Regions from separate parts of the Mus musculus genome. Here all the other regions are linked to region 3. A link is a contact called in public Hi-C and HiChIP or PLAC-seq data. All regions are on one chromosome and are shown on one strand. Each heading gives the region's core, a stretch centred on a gene start, on an enhancer-like site or on the middle of the called end of the contact. The rest is flanking DNA. Distances are from core to core; before and after follow the strand shown.

Evidence for each region. Hi-C and Micro-C count contacts between places; a contact is called where the count stands out from the background. HiChIP or PLAC-seq counts read pairs in DNA pulled down with a chosen protein or histone mark.
Region 1: an H3K27ac HiChIP or PLAC-seq map of embryonic stem cells shows a contact between it and region 3, with 14 read pairs. The contact joins two enhancer-like sites. A contact is called at or near these places in 5 of 115 datasets of contacts at active chromatin or transcription factors (bone marrow-derived macrophages, embryonic stem cells, microglia and 1 more).
Region 2: a Hi-C map of CD8 T cells shows a contact between it and region 3, with 3 times the contacts expected there. The contact joins two enhancer-like sites. A contact is called at or near these places in 1 of 484 Hi-C or Micro-C datasets (CD8 T cells) and 2 of 115 datasets of contacts at active chromatin or transcription factors (embryonic stem cells and memory CD8 T cells).

Annotation. Positions count from the first base shown.
Region 1 is chr2:30,937,361-30,940,060 of GRCm38.p6, forward strand. No RefSeq gene overlaps it. Among named protein-coding and RNA genes, the nearest start is that of Tor1b, 14 kb to the right of the region's middle. Within about 2 kb of position 1,296, at least 15 of the 459 cell types and tissues checked have an H3K27ac peak or open chromatin away from gene starts, as enhancers often do. A contact at or near this core is called in embryonic stem cells, where this site is marked.
Region 2 is chr2:31,257,817-31,260,516 of GRCm38.p6, forward strand. The region is part of intron 1 of Ncs1 (neuronal calcium sensor 1); the gene reads left to right. Among named protein-coding and RNA genes, the nearest start is that of Ncs1, 13 kb to the left of the region's middle. Within about 2 kb of position 1,270, at least 228 of the 459 cell types and tissues checked have an H3K27ac peak or open chromatin away from gene starts, as enhancers often do. A contact at or near this core is called in CD8 T cells, where this site is marked.
Region 3 is chr2:31,067,396-31,070,095 of GRCm38.p6, forward strand. The region is part of intron 6 of Fnbp1 (formin binding protein 1); the gene reads right to left. Among named protein-coding and RNA genes, the nearest start is that of Gm39786, 72 kb to the left of the region's middle. Within about 2 kb of position 1,251, at least 175 of the 459 cell types and tissues checked have an H3K27ac peak or open chromatin away from gene starts, as enhancers often do. A contact at or near this core is called in CD8 T cells and embryonic stem cells, where this site is marked.

The DNA of each region.
Region 1 (2,700 bases), core at 46-2,545, 130 kb before region 3:
ACAGGGCCCCCAATGGAGGAGCTAGAGAAAGTACCCAAGGAGCTGAAGGGGTCTGCAACCCTATAGGTGGAACAATATGAACTAACCAGTACCCCCAGAGCTTGTGTCTCTAGCTGCATATGTAGCAGAAGATGGCCTAGTCGACCATCACTGGAAAGAGAGGCCCATTGGACTTGCAAACTTTATATGCCCCAGTACAGGGGAACGCCAGGGCCAAGAAGTGGGAGTGGGTGGGTAGGGGAGCAGGGCGGGGGGAGGGTATAGGGAACTTTCAGGATAGCGTTTGAAATGTAAATAAAGAAAATATCTAATAATAATAAAAAAAGAATTGTTTACACAAACTTGAGACAGTAGATTCTTGGTATAAGCAGCACAATGCTGTGCCGGGACTGAAACAGGATGTGAGGACAGACAATCAGCGTTTGCATAACACAAGAATAATCTTTACTCAGTGCACAACACTATGCCTACACTAGTCCAACAATGGCCGTTCACCAACACAACGTCCAAGAATCCATCAGTTGTTCAGTCCATGGGGGAAACGGAAACGGACGTGGCAGTGAGAGCGAGGGCAAACAGCAAAGAGCCAGTTTCCTGCTTCCATGTCCTTTGAATAGACTGCCAACAGAAGGTGTGGCCCAGATTTAAGGTGGTTCTCCCCACCTCAAACTATCCAATCAAGGAAAGTCCCTGACAGGTATACTCAGCAGCCTGGGTTTTAGTTAACTCCATATGTAGTCATGTTGACAAGCAAGAACAGCCATCACAAAAGGGAAAATGAACTCCCAAAAGCTGTCCTCTAACCTCCACACTTGCACTGTGACATACACGCACACCCATACATATACACAATAAAGTAAATAAATGTAATTTTTTGTTTGTTTGTCTGTAGCTCTGGTTGATCTGGAACTCATGATGTAGACCAGCCTGTTGTCGTCCTCATAGAGGTTCTCCTACTTCTGCATTCCAAGTGTTAGGATTAAAGGCATGTGCCACCACATTTGGCCAAATGTAATTAAAAGAAGAAAAAAAATGGGAGCTGGAAAGATGGCTGAGCAGTTCAGAGCGCTTGTTTGTCTGCCAAATGTTCTCCCCACTGTGTAAAGTTTACCCTTGCATTATCTCACATGCTGATCTCTCTATCCCACTACCTGGTTTCCACGTGGCTGTGGCTTCTTTATGTTATCCTTAGATGCTCCTGTCCCAAGTTTGCTTAAACATTGCTCCTCATTCATTCGTTCTCTGCCCTGCCAATAAAAGCCAAGGAGCCAATATAGAGCTTTAGAGAGAATAAGGTGGGACTCCCGTTTCTAGGAGGGGTGGAGAAAGGGACAGGAAGGAAGGAGGGGAGCCATGAGGACAGGTCCAGGAAGCCTCAGGAGAAGAGAGCAAAAAGGATGGGAAAACTGCAAGTAAGATGGGAATGTGGTCTGGGAGGAAGCCTGGCTGCCTGGGAGGTTTAGAATGGAGCAATCATTGCTCAGTTCAAGGCTATAGCCTCCCCCAGCCTTGAGCAGGCCGACTCAGACCTGTTCTGCAGCTGTGAATGAGACCATGGAGGGTGGAGTCTTCCGACCCAGGTCTATTGTTCTGCCACCTGTGTTCTTCTCCAAGATGCCCCACTGAGAGGCTGAACCTGTCTTCCTGAGATATTCCTGAGTTAAGCTGACAACCTGTTGATTGGACCTAGTGCTAACAGCTCTGGCAGACCAAGTGCTAACAACTTGGCAGCAAAGCATCAAGAAGCCTGGCGTGGCAGGGGATGGGCCTCCCTCCTTTATAAGCACAGACTCTTAGTAAACATTGGGCCTGGATCAGAAATTTTGTCTTGGTCTCGTTATTTCTCTCGCTGTTTCCTCCCATACAGCTCCAGCCTCCGGCTATACAAGGCAATTAAACTTAAAATGTTTAATTTTAAAAATAAATAAATAAATAAATAAATATACAGAGTGAGTTTCAGGACAGCCAGAGCTACACAGAGAAACTCTGTCTTGAAAAACCTAAATAAATAAATAAATAAATAAATAAATAAAATAATCATTCAATACTTGTTGCTTTTGTAGAGAACCTGGGTTCAGTTCCCAGCACCCACATGGCAGTTCACAACCACCTGTAACTTCAGTTCTAGGAGACCTGACTGTTAGGGTCTAGGTAAAATGTTGAGGCCTAGATAGCTGCTGCCTGCCTAGCCTGCCATTTTGTGCTGTTACCAATGGTATAAGCAAACCTTCCCATGTGCTGTTATTAGGAAGCTTTCTCATGTACTGTTACTAGGAGACTTTCTCATGCCTGAATGAATTGCAGATTCTGTGATGTGCTGGGCTTTGGTGATCTTGGGATCCAATCACGTAGAGGTCAGCTGGAACTGCTTTGTATAGTTAGCCGCAGTAAGCTTGGACCTGAACCGACCTCGCCTCAGCACTTCCTGCCCTGTGTGTGAGCTTTTATGGTTGTTCATAAGCTGCCCCTGGGATGGACCCAGCATAAGAGAGACACTTGCACCAATGTAAGAAGCCATTTGGAGAGAGACGTCCATTTGAGTAGGGGTCGAGGATAGTTTTAACTCCCGAGATGTCCCTTGGAACTGACATCCTGGTTGGCAAGTAAGACATGAATGTTAGGCCAGGCTAGTCCCCACCACAGCTGAATACCCCAACCAATGGGAGCAGGATAAGGGTACCACAAAGATATGCTCCTAAG
Region 2 (2,700 bases), core at 20-2,519, 190 kb after region 3:
TGGAGAAACAGAAGTGAGGCCAGTTTAAATGTCAAGACAAGCTGTTGGTACAATGGGGGACGTATGTATGCAGCATAGGCACCTGTGGGAGGGCTTAAGTGGCATGTCAGCTTAGCATCTTGTGTACTCCTTCCCTGATGGAGGCAGGAGGAGGTCAGGGTAGAGGAGATTTGGGCCAGCAGCTTCGCCTGATACCAGTGTCAGGACAGGGTTACTCTCAGGACCTGTGTCCTGGACGTGGTCTAGGAGGAAGATGATGCTGGTGACAGCAGTCCTGTGCTGGGCCCACCAAGCATGCTAAGCTGGACAGGAAAGGAGGAGAGCTGCCAGGTTAGAGATAGGCCTAGCTATGAGTGCACACATGCATCAATACATGCATTCATGTATATGTGTGTGTGTGTGTGTGTGTGTGTGTGTGTGTGTGCGAGTGTGTGCGCTCACACGTGCATGCATACACATATGGAAGACATAGACACAGGCTGGGTGTTTTCTCAACTGCTTTCTACCTGATTTCTTGAACAGATCTGTCACTGAGCCTGGAGCTCACCATTGGCTAGACTGGCCAAGGGTCCCTGCCTCTTCTCCCCCCTCCCACCCACCACACTCTGTCCTGGGATGCTGGGGATCTCAACTCAGTCCCTCATCATTTCAGAGCAGACATTTTACCCATTGGGCCATCTCCCCAGCCCCCTTTCCTCTGTCCTTCCTTCCCTTCTCCCCTCTCTCCTTCCTTCTTTTCTTGACAGCATCTCATGTAGCCCAGGTTGGCTTCAAACTCCCTGTGTAGCTGAGGATAGCCTTGAACCTCATGCCTCCACCTTCAGCAGTGGCACTACCACTCCTGGTCTGTGAGGCGCTGGGACCTATTCTAGGACCTTGTGCGCACTGGGCAAGCGCACGCTAGCTTCCTAAGCTTCAGGTTCACGTCCACGAAGGACAGGAGGCATCTGTTCCAGTAGGTGCCTGCCGAGATTGGTGTGCAGTGGCTAACCCCCTGAAGTCCGTGTCCTCTCCCAGCCCCCACAGAGAAGCGGCTTGGGAAACAGGCCGTAAGTGGCTGGGAATACTCTATAGACCTAGAAGATGAAGGCAGCAGCGAGTGCAGTGGTCAAGGTCACAGCCTGACTTGGTGCTGCAAGCTTCTATCTGCCCATCTGCACCTGTCACTTTGACGGGTGACTGACAGCAGCCACCCTCCTGCCCAGCCAGTTTGGGGTCCTCCAGTACCTCGGAACCACTAGCTCAGCGGTGAGTCACTGGGGTGCCTCCTCCTTGGAGATCAGGGCCACGCCCCTACCCTGGCTCTTAAAGGGCCAGCTCCAGAAGCAGCACTAGAGCATATTTGCTTAGAGCTGTTATGTATTTCAGTCCTCCTGGCCTGACGCCCGGGAATTCATGGCCAGAACTTTCCAGGGTCTCTGCTGGAGCTAGACCTCAGCGTCTGCCGATGGGTTTCTGGAGCAGGGTCGCTGCATGGATCGGGAGGGGAGGAGTGGGAGGGGCTAGCTGAAGGCGGGGCTACTTCACTCCAGCATGGTCCCTGCCAGTTCAGCTAGTTATCCTCTCAGTAGGGCATTGCACCCTTCTTTGGGGGAGATGGGTCTCATTAGGGATCCCTCATCACCCTTTCCCCAATCCTGTTCTGGGCTCCACAGGCTGTGACATTCCCAACCGTGACTGACCAGGAGTGCCTGAGCTGTGAATGGCGGTCAGCCTGGTGTGTCACCAACCATGGGCTGGGGGAGGGGATCTGGAGGGCATGAGCGGAAGTGGGAAGGTGGGCTGTAGGAAGGAGGTCTCCTGACCAGAGCGGTTCCTGGGGTAGAGGCAGGAATGCCCAGGTCCTACCAGTAGGACCTGCCATGCTCTGCTTATCCTGTGGCTGCGGTGACACCTTTATTAATAGTGGCAGTTGCTAATGCTTCAGGACACCTGTCGTGTTCCCTCTGCCCGGATGACAACAGCCTCCTGTGGCTAAGGCTTTGTTCCAGCAGCATGTGGCCACCTGAGGCACCTCTGTGCTCTGTGAGGTCAGAGCTGGGCGGGCAGCTGCTTTCTCCTAGTTGCAGTTCCACAACTGACTGTGCGCTGTAAACTTTTGCCTGTCAGAGGACTGCTTTCTGCCTCTGGGCAAGCCTCTATACAGCCTTTCCCTCCACCCTGGTTACTGCTCCCCCATGTCCAGACAGGGTTCCATGTAGCCCAGGCTAGCCTCCAACTTGCCCTCTGATGCTCTTCCTCCCAAGTGCTGGATTCACAGTGAGCACCACAATGACCTGTCTTATAGGGCGCTGGGATGGAACACAGCTCTGTGCACACTGGGCGAGCACTCTACTAAGTGAGCTTTTATCACTCTGGTCTTTCTTACCACATGGGTGAGTAGACAGCTTTGTACTTCAGGTCTGTCCTGGTTATATGAGGAGCTTGGAGGACAGGAGCCATGGGGGTCACTGCTGTACCTCCAAAGCCCCACTCAGGGTGTGGCCTGCTGTGATTGTTAGATGAGGAACTTAAAACTCCTGTGTCTTAATCTCATCTTACCAGGAAGGCATCACTGCTCCCATTTTTCACAGGAGGAAACTGAGGCCCAGCGAGGTTAGTTCAGTTGCCTGAAGTCAGAAGACACACCAAGAATGACTAGGTTTAGAGAAGGATCTTTCAGTGAATTCAATGTGTTGTCTCTGCCTCCTGTCAGGAGCC
Region 3 (2,700 bases), core at 1-2,500:
TGGAAACTAGGGCTGGAATTTGGCTCAGGGCCTGCTTCGCATGCACAAGGGTTAGATCAGTCTCTGCATTAATAAGTAAACAGATAAACAGAACCCAATGTCCAATCTGGTTCAAAAAGAATAATGTGGGCTAGGTGTGGTGTAACACACCTTTAATCCCAGCACTCAGGAAGCAGAAGCAAGAGGATCTCGGTGAGTTTGAGGCTAGCCTGGTCTACAAAGTGAGTTCCAGGCTAGCCAAGGATACACAGTGAGACCATGTCTCAGAATAACAACATAATAATGATGATGAAAAAAAATTAATGAAAAGAAATGAAAGCTTCATAGCTTTATATAATGTTTTAAAGACGTCAAAACTATATTTTAAGATTTATTTTTAATTGTGTGTGTGAGGGGGAGAGCAAGTGAGTGCAGCTGTCTGTGGAAGCCAGAAGAGAGTCGGATGCCCTGGAGGTGGAATTGTAGGTGGTTGTGAGCCTCCTGATGTGGGTGGTGAGTCCTCTGCAAGAGCAGCAAGTGTCCTTAAGCTTTCTCTTCAGCTTCTAAAGCACACCCAATGCACACTCAACCGGGATCAAACCTACTAACACACACACACACACACACACACACACACACACACACACACACACACACAAGCTGTACCACAAGCTAGCGGTGTGGTGCATGCCTTTAATCCCAGCACTCAGGAGCCAGAGACAGGCGGATCTCTGCCAGCCTGGTCTACAGAGCGAGGTCAGCCAGAGCTGCACAGAGAAACCCTGGGTGGGGGTGGGGGTGGGGAGCTGTACCTCAATGCTAGTCCACCGGCATGAACAATATTTATAGCCTAATTGAATTATTAAGGAATATCATCCTTTGTCCGAGTCAGAGGTTGGAGAGGCAAGCTTGCCTCTGAGGACCGGCTCTGTGAAGCCAGCAGAGGGGGGAGGGGCAGGAACAAGGGAGAAGAAGCCAGTCTTTGTCCTGTCATGTGGTGGTGTAAGTGGCATTGTTGAACTTTTCCAGCAAAGGGTTGCATCTAGAATACATTTTCAACTTCAAAACTAAGAGACAATTTCTATTCAGTCAGAGTGCTGGGAGCTGGTGTTGGGAACGGCTAGGCCAAGGGCTTGCCAAACAATGCAGTCTGTCTGGGATAAATTATGAGGCAGTGAAAACACAAAACAGAAAAAACTTCAAAATAAGTTAACCAAAGAAATATGCCTGAACTATTCCAGCAATTTCCTCAAGTTGTTTTTTTTTTTTTTTTCTTTCCAGTCTTACAGAGTTCCAGTCCCAGGACTGCGGGTTACTCTGGTGCACAGTCATTGAAATAGGAGAAAGCAAAACAAAAAAACCCAAAACAGAAAGACAGCAAATGAGACCAGGATCTCCATCCGGAGGCCATTCACTTGCTAAACAGGGCTATAAAAGGCTTTCTGTTGCCCCGTACCCCAGTTACCCAAAGTAGAATTCAAAATCTCTGTTAACTCAAGCAGAAAGGCAGCTTCTGCGAGCTGCACAGGCTGTGCAGTCTCCTGTCCAGAGAGGAGACCGGAAACAGTCCTGGTGTGAGCTCACACTCGCCGTGGTAATGAGTCACGGTCCCTAGGACGAGACCGTGCTCCCCCCCACCCCCTGGCTTCTACACTGCCATTGCAGCAGTCAGGAGTGTTTTCATCATGGGGTGTTTGAAACTGATATCTCACTATGTAGCTAGCCCTTGGTAGCCTGGAATGGAACTTTCCATGGAGACCAGGCTGGCCTCGAACTCACAGACACCCGCCTGCCTCTGTCTCCTGAGGGCTGGGACTCCACTCCCTCCACCTTTTCTCAACAGCCAACTCCACCCAGGGCCCCCAAAGCTCCCAACACCCATTGCCAAGGATGCTCTGGAGAAAGGTGAAGGGCAAGGGCACACAGCCAGCCTAGGCCACCGGGGTTAACATAACAGCGCTGCATTTGCTTCTCTGGGTCATGGTAGAGACACTTAAAGGGTTTGTAAATGCAGCTTTAGAAAAGAAACACCCTAAAGGAGGCTCACACAGAGTCCTGCTCATACAGAAACAAAACCAACATTGTCTTAGGGTTTCCATTGCTGCGACGAAGCACCATGACCAAAAAGCTAGTTAGGGAGGGGAGGGTTTCTTTGGTCTACAATTCTACATTGCTGCTCATCATCTGAGGAAGTCACAGTGGGAACTCGAACAGGGTAGGCGCTGATGCAGAGGCCATGGAGGGGTGCTGCTTACTGACCTGCTCAGCCTACCCAGGACCAGCTCAGGGATGGCACCACCCACAGTGGGCTGGCCCTCTCTCATTGATCAGATAACCAAAAAAAAATGCCTTACAGTGGGATCTCAAGGAGACAGTTCCTCAAGGGAGGCTCCTTCCTCTCTGAGGACACTAACTCATGTCAAGTTGACACATAAACCAAGCCAATACAAACATGCTTCCTTTATTTTATTTTATTTTATTTTATTTTTCTCTTTGGTGTGTGCGCATGTGTGTGCGCGCACCTTCGCGGTTGGTGAGTACATGTGCATGTGTATGTACTTGAGCTGGAGCCCAGGGTATTGTTCCTCAGGCACCAGCCACATTTCTTTATTGACAGCCTGTCACTGGCCCCAAACTCACCAACTAGGCTAGTGTGCCTGGCCAGCAAGCCCTAGGATCCAACCTGTCCTCACCTCCCTAGTGCTGGGATTGTAAATGCAC